Linked DNA regions of Hordeum vulgare: region 2 is linked to region 1. The links are chromatin contacts, called in public Hi-C maps. All regions are on one chromosome and are shown on one strand. Each heading gives the region's core, a stretch centred on a gene start, on an enhancer-like site or on the middle of the called end of the contact. The rest is flanking DNA. Distances are from core to core; before and after follow the strand shown.

Region 1 (5,078 bases), core at 1,834-4,333:
TGGATATAAAGGACTAGACTTATTTTTGGTGGAAGCTTGAAGTACTAGCCTACAAAAACGTCTTATATTTTGATATGGAGGTAATACTTACAGATCACATAATCATGGATGGAGTACGGACTGTACTCGTAGCCAACAACAGTCAAAACTTCAAAATTTGAACAAGAAAACATATATGCACAAAACATCACTACCTCTACATAGTACAAAATGTAATTATGCCAAGTATGAGAATTAGTTCACTACAAAATAAAGATAACAATGAAATGGACAGAGAGCTTCCCAATTTCCCACAGGGCCCCAATTTTATTGGGACAGACGATGACTTTTATAACTTCTAGCTTTTGCAGTATCCTTCATCTCATCTCTAGCTTGATCTTCATTAAGCAACGGTGAGCAGTTGCGTTGCTTCATGAGGAAATTGTTTTGTCTAGTTAGTCGTATTGTCCATGCTAAGCTGCAATGCCAACCACGGTTAGCTGCTAGGTTTGTGAAGCTGTTGACTCCGGAATCCTGCCTCAATCTAAGGTATTCCTCGTAGTCATAGAACATTAGTACACTGAGAAAATTTGTTCAGTGTGCTCACTGCTCAGAGATGATGCGATCAATGTCCTCAAGTTATCCTCACTGGTTCATTGAAAACTAACCTCACAAAACAATCAATACTTCCATCAAATAAAATCTATATATTCTCTATAACGTACTGTCCAACCTTGTATATTATCCAGGATCGTTTAGAAACCACCAGCTGTAATTTTAGCTGTCAATCAGGTTATGTGTGTGTGCCAAGAGCTCTCTAACTTTTCTTTTTGTACAGGTTACCACTTTTAATATTTCATTGGTTGTTCATGGGACTATAGCTGAGAACATGGACTATACAGAGGTAATTAAGCTGTCTTTTTCTTGGAATATGCAAATCTTGGACCTTGATAATTGATCATTGCCACTTTGTGAACTTCTCAGGATGATTCAAATCCATATGCTGTTCCAGTTGCTATGGGCATTTATCATAAGCTGGAGAGCCCTTTGGACATCACCACTAGTACTATTATAAGGAGGATAGTTTCTAACCATGAAGCCTATCAGGTAACTACCCTGAAATTGGGTTTGATTGTTGGGTGGAGCTTTGTCCTTCTGTGCTGTATGCAGTACTCCCTCTGTAAAGAAATATAAGAGTGTTTAGATCACTAAAGTTGTGATCTAAACACTCTTATATTTCTTTACAGAGGAAGTACTACACTATATTCTGTGCAAATATGATTTGCCTTTTGTCGTCGTCATATCAATGTTGTGGATGCTGGAGTTATTTTGTATTGATGTTTATGGTAGTGCATTAGTGTCTGAGTAAATTCCTTTGGATATGCAGCATTGAATATTTGTCTGTCTCGACGGGACCAATATTTCCTGCTATAACTATGCTCAACAACACGTTCTTTGGTGTAGGGGCTGATATGGTTTGCATTTATACTGGTCCACTGCTTTGGTGTGTTTTCACTCATACTTGGTCTCTGATGTTTGCCTTTGTGCAGAAGCGGAACGAGAAGAAGGAAGCCAGTGAGAAGAAGTACTACGACAGTAAAAGCTTTGTCAATGGAGAGTAGTTACCTATGGATAGATCTTCTCAGAAGACTGTTCCTAGATCTTCGAGGCTCTAACACAGGTCACAAATGAAGCCATTAGGTGATCTACAGTTTTACCGCTCCATTGTCATTTTTGCTATATAGCTTAGTAGCTTCAGATGCAATCTTGATGCATGATAGGCAGTGGCGCTGAGTTGGGTGCGGAACCTGGATGAATTTCCAATGCCCACTTCCAGTGCTAGTACCTACCCTATTCCCACCCTGTATACCGGCTTCCAGAGCTGCCGTTACCGGCTGAGTTCTTTTTGAGATCTATAGTTGTTCGAGAATTGTGGTACAATATGAATGCTAGGTCAATCAATTGTTTGTTTCCCGGTTGCTCTTGTGAGGTGGGCATCCAATGCCAGTCGTTTTCTCATATACTTGGTGGAGCTGAGTCCTGATCTTAAACCGAACATGGACTAACTGATATGGTATGCCAGTCGCTGGTCGGTGCAAGCAGCTGGGTCTGATGGTACACCTGGACGGTCTGCCGACACGTCGAGAGCTACCAGTGATCTTGGCAAAATGCTTGCTAGGCAAAAACATAACACTAGAAAGGTGCCAGATGGCCACACCCTGCTGGCTCTGTCCGCGGGTCAGTAGGCTGTTAAGCCATGGAAAAGGATGTGGTACCTGTGAAGTTTCCAAATGGTGCGTTTTAGCAGCAGCATCTGGGGCTGCCTGTGTTTGCTCTCTTGCGATCAACTTTCTACTAGTATTTGCTGGCCATCGCTTGCGCCTTGCTACTTCCCAGCGCTGGCTTCTCCTTGATTTGGACTCCCTAGTTTTTGGGTGGTTTATCTGTCATGATAGATAGGGGGGCCTGCAGATGTGGTAAAACAGCTGTCGTTTTGGACCCGCGTGATCGGCTCGTGGAGTCTGAGTGTTTGCTGTGTTTGGGAAATTTCTTTCCGGGGGGAGATAAGGAGGGTCCCTGAATTGATGGACGACCTCAGATGTGGTCTGCACCCTTCATGGTTAAAAGTAGAGGCTACACTGAAGTACTGGACCGTGCCTTGGTGCTTGGAAACACAGTATATTTCATGATGGAAAATTCCTGAATAAGGCGAGAACGCCGCATTAGTAGTCTTTGATGATTTGTTTTTCACAAGATTCAAATAGGAATTTGTCGACAGGAAAATACATGTCGTTGTGTTGAAAAGAAGGTTTAATAAATACTCCTGATAAATACTGAAAGATATAAAGGGGAGGAGTCTGATCGCAAGTGATAGAGCGATGAAACAAAGATTTTTCCTCAGGAGTTTGCCTTTCGGTGCACAGGAATTAATGGGTTGGGACATGGTTTGTGAATAATGGAGTGGGGGGCTGCGTAAAGAAGAGAAAGAAACCAGCAGCATCTAAAAGGGCAGCGGGAAGAGAGAGTCGCTCTCAGCATGGATGGTGTGGGACAAGTTGAAGATCCACCTGCTGGAGATCCCGGCGACGACCCTCCGACACACACCCCCCTTTGTCAGACGCCCACTTGTCATCACCCATGGTTGCATGTCAGCTCATTCATATCTCCTTCCACGCCCCACTGATAAAACATGTTTTTTTCATCCTAAATTCCTAATCTAATTTCTGTGTTTCAACTTTGAACCACGTAGCCAGCTAGCCATGCAAGACGCAACGCAATCCGATCTGTACGTACGTTTTTCTGGCTGGGCATGCTTGCAGTTAAGGAGCCACTGCGCATGTTGTGCAGGCTAGATTCATCACTCTCTCTGTTTCTAAATATTTATTGTTCCTAACAAGGATTGTGGTAGTAGGAGAGTAGGACTAACCATACATGGCCAAACGGCCCGGTCCGGCCCGTCGTAATCGTGTCAGGCACGGCATGGCCTGCATGGGCCCGATTAATATACGGGCCGTGCCGGCCCGCGTGCTGGCCTCCCAGGCCCAAGCACGGCATGTTGTCTAATCGGGCCAGCCCGCGGCACGTTAGGCCCGTAAAAAAATCATCTCTCCCTCCTCGCTTTTCCCGCGCGCACGACACGCTCGCTTTTCCCGCGCACGACACACTCCCTTTCCCACGCGCAACGAACCTCCCTCCCTTTTCCCGCGCGCCTCCCTCCCTTTTCCCGCGCGCGTCCCACCCAGCCGCCCCTGCGGCCTTGCCCCGGTGACGGCTGATCAGATATGTCGCTAAAAGAACCCCAGATGGCCAGATCTATCGGTCCAAGACGTGCCCCCGTCGGCCCGCCTTGCTCCCTCCTTAACGTGCCGTGCCGGCACACGGGCTGGGGGTGGCGGCCCGGGCACGGCCTAGGACATGCTCGTGCCGGGCCGGGCCCGAGTCATGCCTGGCACGCGGGCAGCCGGGCCGGCCCGCCAGGCACGGCCCGTTTGGCCAGGTTTGGGACTAACATCATCATGATGCAGTCGTGCTGGATGCGTGTTGCGTTGGGCCGACCGGTTTCGCGCGCCTAGTTTTCGTGCCATGCATGATGGCGAGCTCGTGTTATCACCTCGGCCGCGCTTTTCCGCCATGATTCCTTCTTTTCATCTTTTTTTCCTCGTGTGACATTTGACGTTTCAGGCTTGATTTTGTGAGTATATGTAGTAAGATGATGATTACATTAGAGATTAGACTGAGCTGTGCAGCAGATATTTACTGGCTCATCTCCGATCGTGGCTAGGCTTAGCTGCTAGCAAGTGTGGCATTAGTTTACTTTTAAGTTCAGGACTGCGGCGAGCAAGAAAAATAACGGCATGGTCAGCTTTAGCTTGTCCTTTAGCTGAGCATGCACATGGAAACTTGGCCATGATCATAACTAACGCTGGTGTTTATTAATTAATTAAGACATCGTTAGTCACTCCGTCCGGTGATCACTGGAGTTGATTAGCACAACCCAACTACCATTGATGATTGATGCAGGGGTGATCCTCCTTTATAACTATTATTTATTTATTAAAAGAAAACTACCATTGATGATGATGAAACTCGCAGGCAGGCATGCATGTGCAGGCACGCACTTTCAGTCGCAGGCTCACGTAATTTAGTTGCTATAGTGAGCAGCTTCATCCATCTTTTCACCGTGTCTGACAGCAAGTAGAAGAAGACGTTGGCGCCAAAGTGGGGTAGGATGGGGTGGGGGTGGGGTGGAGGGAGAGCGTGCAGTGCTGCATGGCTCGTACGTGTAAAAGCGTATCTGTGGACGCGGTGCGCAGTTGGTATTATCTTTCGCTAATTCCAAGGTAGAAAGAAGGAAAGAAGGAAGATCTTGGTGCGGACCCTTTGCTTTTCCCGTCACATGCATATGCATGCATCCCTGCTTTGCTTTGCCCGCCTCGCCCCCGCCCAGTGGCCAAAAGAAAAGATCTCTCTCTCCCTCTCTCTCACCTCACGCACGCACGCACGCACACGCGCCTGCGGGGGAGTTGCCACTTGGCTGGCTGGCTCCATGATCGATCAGCCCCCAGCTGCTGCTGCTGCACTGGTATGGTAGGCTCGGG
Region 2 (5,078 bases), core at 804-3,303, 770 kb after region 1:
AGCATTCTCTAATCAAATGATGCTCTCTTTGTCCTCATATAGAATAGTTCATTTGTATTATCCTCTTTCGTTCCCAATTCTTACCAGTGTTTCATTGAAGACTTCTTCAGTTTGTGCTCTATCTCTCTCTCCAATCTTTTCAAGAAGAACAAGTGGTGTGCTAAATCCGTTGCTTGTCATCAATTAAACTTGATGAAGGATAAGCATAACATAATTTGTATTCTTGTTTCTTCAAGTGATTTCAATATTTCTTCCAGAGTTGTTCATAATATCTAATTCTTATCCCAAGTGTTCTTATCTTTTCTTTTCCGGAGTTCCAAGTTTTCTCAAGTATCTCTTCATGAAGCTTCATCTAAATCTTTGCAAAGCTTTAATCTTATTCTGTTCAACCTTCATTTCTTTTCATCATTCTTTTGTATATGGAGGCTCTTCATGGTGGTTCGTTAAGGATGTAATTCATCCTCAAGGTGTTCTCCAAGATTCTTGTTGGAGAACATCAAGTGTTCTTTCTCTTGCAGTTCTAAGTGCAATTCATTATATTTTATCTTGTGAGGTGTTGTTATATCATTCTAGACTCACGAGGAGTATCAAAGGGGATTTGTTTCAAGAATGAGATATTTAAACCCACCAAATTCTTTGATCGTGAGATATTTTCAACCCATGATTTCTTCTTTGAGAAATCTTGGATTGGATGTCACCTAAAGCTTTTCCTAAGGACTGTTGCTATTTTGGTGCTTGTCCATGATCCAGTGTTCTCAATATATCCAATTGGGGTAAGAAATTTGCCTCTCTTGTTGCATCCAAGCAATCTTTGTTTTTTTAGTGGCTGGTTTTCACCTCACAATTTGAGATGTTTTCCATAAGCCAACAACAAGCTATTCTTTTTGTTGTTCATTTTCCAATGACTATGTTCTATTCTTCTTGTAAGGATGTTCTTCAATTAGTTGTGGTAGTAGTTGTCATTTTCTTCTCCCTCAAATGATTTAGTTTCTATTCTTTTGTTACAGAGGCTTGTGATGTTGCTCTCTTTCATCCATTATCTTGCTTAGCAAGGCCATGTTCTTTTTATGCTTATCCATTTAATTGGATTGTGTGAATCTTTTCAAGTTCTTTCCATCTTATCAAATTTTGATTTTTTTCTACCAAACTGCTTTCCAAATTTCTTTTGAATCCTTGATTGTTCTTAATATCATTATCAACTCTCTGCGACCTTCAAGATTCATTGGATTCACTCGATTTTCAAGAAGAAACTAAGTTTTACCTCTTCCTTTCCTCTTCCTCTTCCCTTTTAATTCTTAGATCTCGGGTTGAGATCTCTTGCTAGTGGAGGAGAGTTGTAAGCGCCTAGAACCGACGGTCCAGAAGATTCCCCTTTTATTCCATTGTCATCGTGTGATTTAATTGGTTGTCACTTTCATCAATGCATCATCCACATTGCATCAACACTCTGTTGTCGTCATTCATTCAAAAACTTGCTTTCGTTGTTAGTTATTGGTTCTCTCTGTTTTTGTCGTTGATGGTTTCGAGACCAAACACATGCACGCACCCGTGGCATTGTTAAAATATTATTTTTGTGTATAAAACTTTCTTGGGTTGGGTTGAAAGTTGGTGTGCGGTCTTTTTATAGTATAGGTAAACCGCGTGCCAAATATCATCGCAATCGGAGTTCGTTTGATACCCCAACAGTTAAGTCTAGCAGCACCGTCATCGGTTTAAATATTGGACGATTTTCAGTTTTATAAACTTGTGTCACGGGCCGCATTCTTCCTCTCTTCTTCTCTCAGTACAAACACCCCTACACAACCCACCTAGCCCAACCTACCCTATCCTGCCATCGAAGTCGTCTGATTGTGATCGAATGGTCCGAATCAGGCAAAATCAGCTAAACCTAGCCCCCCTTGCTTTATATGGACATCTAGCCCTGCCCAACATGGAAACCCTAGTCTCCTCATTGAATTCCCCATGCAACTACTGCTTGGCGCCACAGCCTCCCACTTTCCTCTCCTCCCTCGTCCCATCCATCAGGGCCCGCCAAAGCCCATCGCGTCCCACCCCCGGGCCCAAACCAGGCCGTCGCCGCCCACAGCCTCGTGCCGCGCCGCGACACACCCTGCTCTGAGCAAGCCCTGCCTGCCCTCGCGCCAGCCTCCGAAGGACCCCACCTTCTCCTCTCCGCCGCCGCTCGCCCCCTCGCGCAGGCCTCGCTCCGCGCCGTCGCGCGCCGCCGCTGGCCGCCCTGCCACATCCACGCCGCCCGCCGCTGCACCACCATCGGAGCCTCTCGACCCGCTGCACCCCGCCACCTGGGCCTCGCCGCGATCTCGGATTCGGCGGGATCCGGCCGGAGAAGGCCCCCGCTGCGTGGATCTGGTCGTCCACAGCACCCTCGATCTGGTCCCGCCACTACGAGGAGCCCCGTCGCCCGCCGCCGTCGTAGTTTGTCTCCGCGCAAGGAGGACGACAGGTCGACCAGACGCCTGAGCTGCTTGCCCGTTCGCCAGCGCCCATGTGGGCCTGCTCCAGTGCGCCCGGCCAGGCCCAGCAGTGCCCCCAACCAATTCCCAGCTCGCCTCGCCCGTGTGGACCGCGACCTCACCCAGCAACAAGCCCAATCCCGCATCGAGCCGGGTCGTGAGGCCTCTGGTGAACGCCGCTCGCTAAATCCCGCCCAATGCACGTTATAGATATGTCGCGCTTGCCTTTGTTTAGGCCTAGTAATAGATCCGACCCGTAGTTGATTTTTTAGTCTGCGAATTTGTCCAATTTTAAGGGAATTTGATAATTACAGAAATTGCATCATTTTAAAATGTTAATAACTATTTAACACCGCATCGGATTAAAATAAATCAGATATGTAGAATGTGTAGAATTTTGTGTAGAATAATAATTTCCAACTTTGATGCATGTTTCAAAATGTTTAACCTGCTGTTTGCTTTGATTTGCATGATGACAATTTAAAATGATTTAATTTGTAGCAAATTAAACGTGAAATGGATTTAAAAACTTCATACATGTAAGATGCATAGAATTCTGTGTAGTTTCACAATATCTCACTTTCGTCCATGTTTAAAATGTTTAATTTGTTGTTTTTAGTAAAATTGCCTAACAAAACTCTAAAATAGTTTGTCTCATAATTAATTAACCGTATCTCTGATTAAAATGATCCACATATGTAACTTGGCTAGAAAATTGCGTAGAATGACATGATGATATTTGTTTTGCTGCTTAACAATTCTAAAATTATGTATAGGAATCATAATTTGCATATTGGGATTTTTTTCAGAATTATTGTTCGTTGTTCCGGCCTCATTTAAACTTGAATTTATTGAAGTTTCATAATATCTTGTGCATCCATGATCTAACATGTTGTGGCTGTCATTTGCATGCATTTTGCATTCATGGCATATCATCTTGTGTGGCTCATATCTTTTAGACCGTAACTCTGTTTCAAATAATCTATATATGTAAATCGACTAGAATGACGTGTAGAATCACATGATCCACTTTATTTTGCTGTTTAATAAATATAAAATATGTTTAGAACAGATACAGACTAATTTCGAAATTAACATGTGGGGTTATTTTGGAAATGCTATATGTAATTTCTGACCTCATTTAAAATGCCTAGCTTGTGTAGTTTCTTTATGCTTCACCTCTTTCCATGTTTAACAACATTTAATATTGCTGTGTACCTAACGGGAGTGAACTAAGTAATCCAAATATGGAGTTTCGCCAATATGCAACTCGTTGCAAATTGAGCTTCATTTAATGTATAGTAACAAATTATTCTGATTTGCCATGCCTTGCATAACTAAATCGGGCATGCATCATACGTGCTTGTGCATCATGTCATGCATATGTTGTGGTATTTATTGTGTGCTGATTATTATTTCTGGATTGTTTCTTCTCGATATAGTTCTGCAAGCATGTCGGAGTGTGAGGATTCGTTCGACTACGTTAGTTCGTCTACATCATGGATTCAGTCTTCTTCCAAGTAGGATCATAGGCAAGATGATCATTTTCGTAGATACCATTACTATCATTGCCATGCTAGTTGCCTCGTTTGTATCACTATGTCTCGCTGCCTATCACTTAAATGTCAACCTACCAACATTGCCATGAAAGCCTCTAACCTCTCCACATCCTAGCAAACCACTGTTTGGCTATATACGGCTCGCTCAACCTTCTTATAGAGTTGCTAGTTGCAGGTGCAGTTGCTTCCATGTGAAAACATAGGTTTCTTGTTATATCATCATATTATTGCTATTTAATTTAGTGCACCTATATACCTGGTAAAAGGTGGAAGGCTTGGCCTTCTAGCCTAGTGTTCAGTTCCATCTTTGCCACCTTAGTTCCTCTACCGGTGTTATGTTCCACAATTTTGCGCTCCTAACATGCTTGGGTTGTTATGGGGACCCCTTGATTTTTCTTTTGTGATAAAACTTGTCTGGCAAGGCCCAACATTGGTACTATATTTTCCTAATAACTAATGAACTGCATAGGGAGTAATTAACCCGTGGATAATTAATGAACCCAGGACCAATGCTCCTCAAGAGTGTTGGTCCACCTACCTAGTAGTCGGCGGTACCACCTCGGGAAACTCGAGGCATTTTCTGGCTATCGTCCACTTTGCATAGACGGTTGACGCCCGTAGAAAGAGAGTGAGCGTCTCTAGATGCGGATCTGGCTCACCGGGTGGCTTTGCTGGACTTGTTTTACTCTTCTCGAACGTCTCGTGCAAGGGATTCCGAGTATACTATGGGCTATTTCAAGGTTGAGGTGTTCCACAAGGAAGCCAAGGAGATCACGGGGTTTCCGTGGTTGAGGCTTCCGATGTAGCGTGTGGTACTTTGTGATGGACTTGTTGGAGCACCCCTGCACGGTTAAATCTTTCTCAGAGCCGTGCCCACGGTTATGTGTCAACTTGGAAAAAAAAATTAACATCCGATTCTAGATAACTTGAAGTAAACTTCATTAAAATATGCCAATTGTGTAGGTAACCGTGTATGTCTATTCTCGTGAGTTCTGCATCCGAAAGAGGACACAATGGGGTTATGTTTGACGTAAGTAGGTGTTCA

What was found. Hi-C and Micro-C count contacts between places; a contact is called where the count stands out from the background.
Region 2: a Hi-C map of leaf shows a contact between it and region 1, with 6 times the contacts expected there. The contact joins two enhancer-like sites. A contact is called at or near these places in 3 of 6 Hi-C or Micro-C datasets (leaf and seedling).

The regions. Positions count from the first base shown.
Region 1 is chr4H:126,212,173-126,217,250 of MorexV3_pseudomolecules_assembly, forward strand. LOC123448111 (ethanolamine-phosphate cytidylyltransferase-like) reads left to right here. Exons shown (of 9, transcript XM_045124884.1): 7 at 818-883; 8 at 964-1,086; 9 at 1,530-1,958. The coding sequence ends at 1,601. Among protein-coding and RNA genes, the nearest start is that of LOC123448111, 7.5 kb to the left of the region's middle. Within about 2 kb of position 3,084, at least 3 of the 3 cell types and tissues checked have open chromatin away from gene starts, as enhancers often do. A contact at or near this core is called in leaf and seedling, where this site is marked.
Region 2 is chr4H:126,979,003-126,984,080 of MorexV3_pseudomolecules_assembly, forward strand. No RefSeq gene overlaps it. Among protein-coding and RNA genes, the nearest start is that of LOC123446240, 210 kb to the right of the region's middle. Within about 2 kb of position 2,054, at least 3 of the 3 cell types and tissues checked have open chromatin away from gene starts, as enhancers often do. A contact at or near this core is called in leaf and seedling, where this site is marked.